3 separate regions of the Mus musculus genome follow, and regions 1 and 2 are each linked to region 3. The links are chromatin contacts, called in public promoter capture Hi-C maps. All regions are on one chromosome and are shown on one strand. The core of a region is the stretch at or near the end of the contact, and the rest is flanking DNA. Distances in the headings are between cores, read along the strand shown.

Evidence for each region. Promoter capture Hi-C pulls out the DNA fragments that hold promoters and counts their contacts. Capture Hi-C pulls out chosen DNA fragments and counts their contacts.
Region 1: a contact with region 3 is called in a promoter capture Hi-C map of liver, with 4 times the contacts expected there. The contact joins the promoter of A230056J06Rik here to the promoter of 2210016F16Rik in region 3. A contact is called at or near these places in 1 of 39 promoter capture datasets (liver), 2 of 115 datasets of contacts at active chromatin or transcription factors (astrocytes and fibro-adipogenic progenitors) and 3 of 9 other capture datasets (adipose tissue, liver and pancreatic islet).
Region 2: a promoter capture Hi-C map of pre-B cells shows a contact between it and region 3, with 3 times the contacts expected there. The contact joins the promoter of Etohd2 here to the promoter of 2210016F16Rik in region 3. A contact is called at or near these places in 10 of 39 promoter capture datasets (the 3T3-L1 cell line, 3T3-L1-derived adipocytes, the HPC-7 cell line and 6 more), 13 of 484 Hi-C or Micro-C datasets (B cells, CD4 T cells, CD8 T cells and 7 more), 5 of 115 datasets of contacts at active chromatin or transcription factors (astrocytes, double positive thymocytes, memory CD8 T cells and 2 more) and 2 of 9 other capture datasets (adipose tissue and liver).

The regions. Positions count from the first base shown.
Region 1 is chr13:59,583,522-59,586,566 of GRCm38.p6, forward strand. A230056J06Rik (RIKEN cDNA A230056J06 gene) reads right to left here and starts at 1,702. Exons shown (of 2, transcript NR_045633.1): 1 at 1,604-1,702. Naa35 (N(alpha)-acetyltransferase 35, NatC auxiliary subunit) reads left to right here and starts at 1,812. Exons shown (of 23, transcript NM_030153.2): 1 at 1,812-1,938; 2 at 2,632-2,760. The coding sequence starts at 2,637.
Region 2 is chr13:59,768,559-59,771,258 of GRCm38.p6, forward strand. Etohd2 (ethanol decreased 2) reads left to right here and starts at 1,408. Exons shown (of 2, transcript NR_015349.3): 1 at 1,408-1,788; 2 at 2,369-2,700. Isca1 (iron-sulfur cluster assembly 1) reads right to left here and starts at 1,231. Exons shown (of 4, transcript NM_026921.4): 1 at 1,066-1,231. The coding sequence starts at 1,146.
Region 3 is chr13:58,383,969-58,386,770 of GRCm38.p6, forward strand. 2210016F16Rik (RIKEN cDNA 2210016F16 gene) reads right to left here and starts at 1,257. Exons shown (of 4, transcript NM_027335.1): 1 at 856-1,257; 2 at 182-441. The coding sequence starts at 1,186.

The sequences.
Region 1 (3,045 bases), core at 452-2,951, 1.2 Mb after region 3:
ACACACACACACAGAGCTTTTATGTCCTCTCATTTTATTTTATTATTATTTATTTATTTATTTGTTGTTTTTTTTTTTTCGAGACAGGGTTTCTCTGCATAGCCCTGGCTGTCCTGGAACTCACTTTGTAGACCAGGCTGGCCTCGAATTCAGAAATCCTCCTGCCTCTGCCTTCCAAGTGCTGGGATTAAAGGCGTGTGCCACCACTGCCCGGCTTTATTTTATTTTTTTTAAAGATTTATTATATTTATGGGTGCACTGTAACTGTCTTTAGAGACACAAGAAGAGGGCACCAAACCCCTTTACAGATGGTTGTGAGCCACCATATGGTTGCTGGGAATTGAACTCAGGACCTCTGGAAGAGCAATTGGTGCTCTTAAACACTGAGTCATCTCTCAAGCCCATATATCCTCTTATTTTTTAAAAAGATCTATTTATGTGTCTACTTGAGTGTACAGCACCCGTATGCCAGTGCACTTCTGGACCACACTTACAGGTAGCTGTGCTACCTCCAGTGGGTCCTGGGAATGGAACTTAAGTTCTGTGGAAGAACAGGAAGCACTCTTAACCTATGATCCATCTCTACAGCCGCCCCCTCCATGAATCTTTATCAAATTAGTGTTTGTCACGCCCTTATACACAATATTGAACAAATCAGATGAACCCTGTTCACATTTTTCTAGGTTTCTTCTGGAGTCTCAAAAGGTCATTAAACCAGTTTGTGCGATTTCTTTACTCATTCTCCTCTTCTAAGGAGAACTAACTACATGCCTTACGTTTTTAGGGCAATTTAAACGAAAACAAAGTTCTTGTCCTCAGGAAATACACTCCATGGGGGAAACAATTTTTAAAAAATTTAAACAATCAACATGAAGTCCGAGGATACAGCCCAATGACAGATTGCTTGTGTACTCTTACTGAGTGTTAGCTCTCAACCCTGGGACAAATGCTAACGGAGATACCTATTTAACATGTATAGGCGGAACGGAACGTTCTCCTAGAATCCCAGTCTCTACCTGGTAGAAGCTATGGCTGGCATACCCGGCCCCCTTACTCCAGCACAGGGGCTGGGCTGCACTGCCCCCCAGCTGCCTTCGCAGACATTTTGGTTACCTGGTTCTTCTCTTACCCCTTCCCCTGGCCCCTTGGTCTCCCCGCTCTCCTCTCTGCTCTCCTCCCGTGAGCCGGCTCAGGGTCACATTCCCTCTGGACCCTTCTGGATGTCTGACTCTGGCTATGCTCTCCTTCATACCTACACTCAACCTTCTCCTCCACCATACTTAGAAGCAGTCGTGTCCTTTTTAAATATTTTTATTTTTTCATTAATTAAAGGACCTGGGTTCCTTTCCAAACACCACCCACATCCACACCCAATCTACTTTATGTCAGGATTATTAAGATAAAACTAAAACATCTGAGTTTGGAAGAAACGTGCTAGCAAGCTCGATGTAAATGTCTTATTTTTCTTTCCTTTACAAAGTGCTTGCGCGCTGAATGCAAGACATAATAAATAAGGTCAGTTTGCACAACCACAAAACAGCAATACGGCCGGCAGCTGGCCCCTCCCCGGAAGCCCTACCCCTCCCCTTCACCCTTGAGTCACCTTAAAGAGTTTCCCAGGAAGCACTCCAGGCTCCGCCTCTCTCTGGGTTCCGCCCACGGCCGGGTCTCGGCCGGAGGGGAGGAAAATGGTGCATGGTTTCCGGTCTCGCGATGTGCTATAATCCCGCGAGAAGAGAGGATGCGCGCCTACCCGGATGCGGCGGCCTAGGTGAGGGAGGGGGCGTGGTCGGTGCGCGGAGTCCCGAAAGTCGGGAGCCGGGAGCGCGCGCCCAGGGCGTACGCATGCGTGCACGCGGCCGGCGGGGCGGGGCTGCGAGGGGAGGGGGCGGCGGCGGCGACGGTATTGTCGGTGTCGTTATCTCCGTGGCGCGGACGGTGCGTTTTGACGCGGGTGGTCGTGGGAAAGTATCCGGGGTGGCCCAAGTGGGGCCGGTACGACCCCGAAGTCCGCCGTGGCGGATCTCAGGGAGTGGGCACCGGCGGCCGGTTCCTCGCCGCGCCTCGGGTCGGAGCCGAGGGCGCGCGCCGGGAGGCCGGGCTGTGCCCGTGTCGCCCGGGCGACGAGGGCCGCCTGCTGCCGGTTCCCCGCGTGGACCGGTCTCCGCCTCGATCTCGGTCTCAGTGGCGCTCGGCCCGCGGTGGGCCAGGGTCTCTGCGGAGGCGCCTGCAGGGCGAGGCAAGGCCCTGGTCTTGCGAAGCCCGCCAGGTGAAGGATGCTCGGTCGCTGCCGAGCTTTGAGGGTGGCTCTGATTCCCGGAGGCCGGGCTTGACAGCCGGCGTCTCCGGACTTGTAGTCTTGGGCTGGGATGCTTGAAGATCTCTGGAGGGATTGGAAGAAGTTGTGAGTCCTGGCAAGTGCGAATCAGTGCGGGAGCAGCAGCCCGGTTTATGTGAGGTCAGGTTGCTCAAAGCTAGGTGGTTGGGTTTTGTTTGTTTGTTTTTGCAGAATTCAAAGGCGTTCTGCCTGCAGAGTTTTGGAAGTCTTTCACCCAACACTTGGGGCAGTTTTGCAGCTCCTGTGCCTGCCAAAGCTATATTCCCAGCCTCACACCAATGTTCCCTTTGCAGGCATCATGGTTATGAAAGCTACTGTAGACGACGATGCTTCGGGATGGGAGCTCGGGGTCCCGGAAAAAATGGAAAAAAGTAGCACAAGCTGGGTGGACATAACCCAGGATTTTGAAGATGCTTGTCGAGGTGAGTTTTGAATTTGGGGGCTTTTTGGTTCAAAGCCTGGGGCAGGATACATGAGGTTTTCTCAACTTTGACTTAAAAAAAGAAAGAAAGAAAGAATAAGAAAAAAAAGAAAGACAACCTTGTGATTTTTTTTTTTTTTTTTTTTTTACTCAGATTTGTCGTTTTGTTTTTGAGAACGTGTCCTGTAGCCCAGGCTGACAATGTTCTTGTTGTGGAGATGACCTTGAGTTTCCTGCTCCTCTTGGATATTGAGATTACAAGCCTGGAGTATGATGTCAGGCTCAG
Region 2 (2,700 bases), core at 158-2,657, 1.4 Mb after region 3:
TCAAAATGTTTACCAGACACTTGAAAAACAAGTACGAACCACGACGCCTGCCAACAGCTGTGCCTATGAAAATCAGGGAAAGGTGATTCTAGGACCAAGCCTAACACCACAGACTCTACAGCTGAGCTAGGCAGCGCGGCAGAGGGTGTGAATTGAGATCTACTATACATAACGAAACAGAAGATTACAAAGCACGACACAGGCCAGGACTGTGCAAATGAGATGTTACTCCTGGAAGGAATGGCCTACGGAGGGTGCGAGCCAGGCAACTCAATTATTTCTTCTCATGAAAAACAGCGGATCATGATAATGTATGCTTATGAGGTAGAAACGGGGGCAGAGGGGGGGTGTGAGAAGGGGCGGGTCGAAATTTCCCAAGTAACATGCAATAGGCCAAATGGTGATTAAAAAAAAAAACAAAACAAAACTAAGCAAGCAAACAACGACAATAACAACCACCACCTATCCTGTGCTCGACTTTTCTGGAATTTATTACTTGTAGGAGGATTCTACTCTATTCTCAGTAAGATGAGCATAGTTTGCACAATCCTAGAATCCATGACATACCTGCGGTGACGAAAACTAGCTGGTCCCGGAGGGAAAAGCAACACAGAATGCAGTGTGATTACTGGGGCAAACTGAAGGGCCAAACAATGACCTATCCTATAAACAGATTATCTCACTTGTTCACGACTCCCTTCTATTTTGCTTCAACTAACTATTGGCAAGAGCCCCTCTTAGGACTCTGGGTGGAGCGGATTCCGCGGTGGCGTCTGGACCGAATGAATCCCGGTCTCACGCTGTCCCGATCCTCTGGGGCTGACGCCTCCTGGGAGGTTATGCGGAGCCGCGGCGTTCCCTGTGTGACCTTTCTCCGGGAACGCCGTGACCTCGGCGGCAAACTGCCGTCCTCCGCCCCGGCCGCCCGGTGGCAGCGCACACAGCCCGTCCGCCCCATCGAGCTCCGCGCGCGGCCCGCCGGGAGACCCTAGTCCGCGTCCAGGCTCGCTCTGCACCCCGGGCCGCCGCCGCCACCACCTCCCTGCGGACGCCGAGGTGACTCACCAGTGTGAGGGCCGCCCGCGTGGGCTGCAGTTTTCTCTTGCTCACAGCCCGCACGGTGGCGCGGACCAACGACGCCGACATGTCCACGTCGCGGCACCCGCAGCCTCCGGCTGGAGCGTGGGGACTCAACTTCTCTCCATGGACACGGCGGGCACTTTGACGCCACAAGCTCCTGCGCAGGCGCCACAGGCCCCGCCTCCCGTCGCCCGTCCCGCTCCACCATTGGACAGTCCGGGTGAGTGACGGGCCGGGCCGATTGGCCGTCATCACTGACGAGGCAAGGGAGGTGACCTGTGACCTTGCGGGCTTCGCGGTCACTGCGCTAGCGGAAGTGGGATGGCTCCTTCCGTATGGCGTACACTAACGACAGACCCCCCGGAAGTGGGGACACGGCTCTGTGACTCTGGAGCTGCTTCGATAGTAAAGCAAGCGGGTAGACACCATACGACAGGTTTCCAGTTATTGAAATGTCACTCTTGTGTAGCAGTTTGTGTCAAGAAAACTGAGCACGTACGTAGCTACCAGCCTCGCATGGAAGCACGGGCATGGTGGCTCTATCCGAGCCTCTGAGAGCGAGCGCCCTGGGCGCTACGTTAGCATCGGTTCTTGAGTCCCGATCCCGGGCCCCGTGCACATTTGGCTAGCCTTTCCTGCTAGCCGGTCCCATTTGATTAGCTGTGCGCCTGTCACCACGCCTCGGCTTCCTTCGCGGCCCGTGATGACGTAAGAACGGGAGCTCCTTTATCTCGGAGCAGCAGCTGGCCCCGTGCGGGAACTGGGTGGGCGTGGGGAGTACTGAGGGGTTTGCTACCCCTGATCGCCCCCTTATGGTTCCAGGAAGGCCGAGGGAGGGAAATGGATTCGGCCTCAGGTCTAGACGGAAAGAACAAGTGTTTTCTTTTCCAGTGCGATCTCACTGGTCTGACTAGAAGGGGCAGTTTCCCCGTCCGAAATGGGGACTTTGCCATGCTGGAACACTGACAGAGTAAGACAGACATTGTACATTCTGCCTAGACCTGCCCAGGAGCTAAGAAAATGTTCTGACCCTTTCTTCATAGCTTTACAAAGAGTGGGCACACCATGTTTTCAACTCTATTTTTAGTGTCTGAAAACTGTGAACCCCACTCGGTCATTGATCTCTCTCTTGCAAGGATTTTGTTCCACTTGGGAAGATATCCTCTCCTTAAGATAGAAGCCACCTTTGAAGCAAAAGAAAAACAGACTGATTTTTTTTTTTTTTTTTGGTTTTTCGAGACAGGGTTTCTCTGTACACTGAAAACACATCTTTTACATCTTTTACCAGGAAGCTTGCCAAAGCAGTTCACAGTGAGCAAGAGACTGTTAGAAGGTGAAGATCGGGTGTTCAGAACTCCTGCTGTAAAAACTGGATTCTGAGTTTCCGCTGTTTTAGAACAGAACAGGGCATCGGCCCTGGCCCTGCGATCGCTTGCAGAGGAAGCTTTGACTTGGCCATGGCTGCGAGCCTGCTATCTTATCCGCTGAGAAGCGTGCCTCACTTGTCTAATGGTATCAGTATAAGCCATCAAAAACACCAGGCTGCTGGGCAGAATTTTTTTTAAGAATCAAAATGTAGGAAACCTTTTTAAGGCTAGAAGAAAACATGACAATTCTGTT
Region 3 (2,802 bases), core at 7-2,506:
GAAATCTCCGATTAGAAAAAATAAAAAGGGATAGATTTTAAGCACATTTTGTTATTGCTTCTTGTCCACAGTGAACAAACTTCAAATTTTAAGTTGCTGGCCTTAAACCTGGCTTTGGAAGGAAAAGCATTAACTCAGAATGATCATACCTGCTAAACCCCTCCCTCAGCAACAAACTCACCTCAAACTCTGCCTCGTCCCTGTAAGAAGGGAAGTTCTCAACAATCAGCTGCATTAACTTCTGCGCACTTCTGCCACTTTTTTGGACACAGTTAAGAAAAGAGCCTCCAAACTTCTCCAGTAGGATTTTCCCAGTTTCATTGAGAATCCGATGTCTCTCTTCCATTAAAGGCATGGGCACAGCTGTGTCTGAACGAAATATATCCCGCACCTGCTCGAGGCTCACTGTGGCGTAGTAGGAGGCGCTGGTTATCGGTATCCCTTTAAAGAGAACAATCCACAGATTTTTTATTTAATTTTTTGCAATTAGCAAAAAATATGAAATCAAATTCATGTTAAAGAAGGCAGAGTGTTGTGGCGCTGGCCTAATCAGCTGGATGGGATCCCTGTGGGTTCGAGGCTAGTGTAGTCTGAATTCTACACTGAACAGGACTACTCTGCCTGCCTCTGCTTCCAGAGTGCTGGGATTAAAGGCGTGCGCCACCACCGCCCGGCAAATAAATCTTTTTTTTTTTTTTAATGATTTTTTTTTTTTTTTTTTTTTTTTTAAGAAAACCGGCTTTGCCTCCTGTGCTGATTGGCATACATTGCTTCTGTATGTCCGGACTTCTGCTTTGGGCAGAGGTCACCTCCCGCGCCTCGCAGCACCCACCCAGGTTTAAGGCTGGCACCCACCTTGGTCGAGCGCGCGGTTGACGGCGGCGCACAGGGCCCAGTAGCCAGTGTAGGGCGTCCCGCCGTAGCGCACCGCACACTTGCTGTCCTCCCGCTCGGCCCAGAAGGAGAAGTTGAGCGAGTCCACCAGGAACACCCAGCCGAGCGCAGCCTCGTCCGCCCCGCGCGGGTTGAGCTCGTGCAGGGACTTCCACTGCTCCACGCGCCACGCCGCGGCCGCGGGCAGCAGCAGCTCGGCCGCCCTGCGCACGCCCTCGTGGTCCACGAGCACGTCGCGACTGTTCTCGGCCACGAACCTCGCCGACTCGCGCGGCGAAAGCGGTGGCCCCATGCTGTTTCGAACCCGGAGCCTCGGCCTCCGCCAGGGCCAAGCACTTGCGCCCACTTCCGGGTCTGAGGTCCGGAAGTTGCCCTGCGGGAAGCTTCCGGCCGGCCTCTGGGACTCCTTGTGTTCGGCCGTCGTGTTTCTTGTCGCGTCCCCGTCGCACTCCCGTCTTTGAGGAAGGCTTGGGATCGCGCGGGGCGTGGGGACTCTGGTTGCTGCCCGGCGCCACCCCGAGGCTAGGTGCCTCGGAGGGCCGCTCAGCACACCCCACACTTCAGAGGCCGAATGAAGGTTTAGGAGTCACTGGAACATTGACTGCATGAGGGAACAGTACAGTTAAACCTTGCATCTGACGCCCTTGCATCCAACAGGAGTGATGGTGATCCCAGGTTTGCAAGGAAAGGGAAATGATTCCAGGAGGAGGTTCCCCACCACCAAGCAATGGCCTAGATTGAAATGTATGCCTGTGTTTGTCTGTCAGACTAAATCAAGGGAACTGTCTGAACCAGACACAAACGCCAGTCGTTCTGACGGTCAAGGTGTGTCACAGCAAGACAGTGCAAAAGTCCCTCCATCTTGTACTCTTGCTGAGGCGGTTCCAGGTTTAACTAGAATCTGATCTTGATGAAGAGTCCCGTGGGTAATTACCCAACTGTATTCAAGGAGCCCAAAGGTCAGCTAACTTATCTTAGCTAAAAGATCTTGCTTTCTGGGAAGCCCTCGTACAGCTGCAAAGCAAAGTACCCGGGTGTGATTTCTTGCCTTTAAAAAACTGTTGATCTGGACAGTTGGAACCACACCTCCTAGGTCTCTGAATACCTACCTGGGTGTGGTCCCAGCCAGCTGGAATAGACTTTCAATTGATTATAAACTGTGTGACTAGTCATCTCTATAGGGTTACCTGGAACAAAGTAGGAATTATAAAGTATCAACCCAACCCCTAAAACTTAACATACTTAAGATACATTGGTCAATGTTGAAAAGATGCCTGGAGATGCAGAATCAGTATGAAAGTATGTTTTTATTATCTGGGCGTTTCTCATTGTTGTTCTGAGGCAAGGCCTCTGTGGCCTTGGATCACCTGGAATTTACTATGTGGACCAGCTAGACTCAAACTCATATAGATCTACCTGCCTCTATCTTCTCAGTGCTAGGATTGAAGGCATAGGCCACCATACGCGGCTTTGTTTTTTCTTTTAAATACTGATTTTTCTATCCTGCAATTTTGCTTTAATTAAAGAGTTTCCTAGTAGATTCCATAAAGGTCTTTTTAGAAAAAAGTATTTTTATTTTGTGTATGAATGTTTTGCCTGCATGCATGTATGTGTTCCATGTGTGTGCCTGCTGCCTGCAGAGGCTAGAAGAGGGTGTTGGAGCCCCTGGAACTGGAGTTACAAGATATTGGGAACAGCCATATGGGTACTGGGTTCAGACCTGGGTCCACTGGAAGAGAAGCCAGTACTCTTAACTTTGAGGGCATCTCTCAAACGCCTCTATAATGTCTTATAAGTATAGAAACACATCATTTGCAAGTAGGAATAGTTCGATTCTTTTCCTGTTTCCTTTTTTATCACTTACTTTGGTCTTATTTCCATAGCTAAGACTTCAAAGAGTATCCTGAA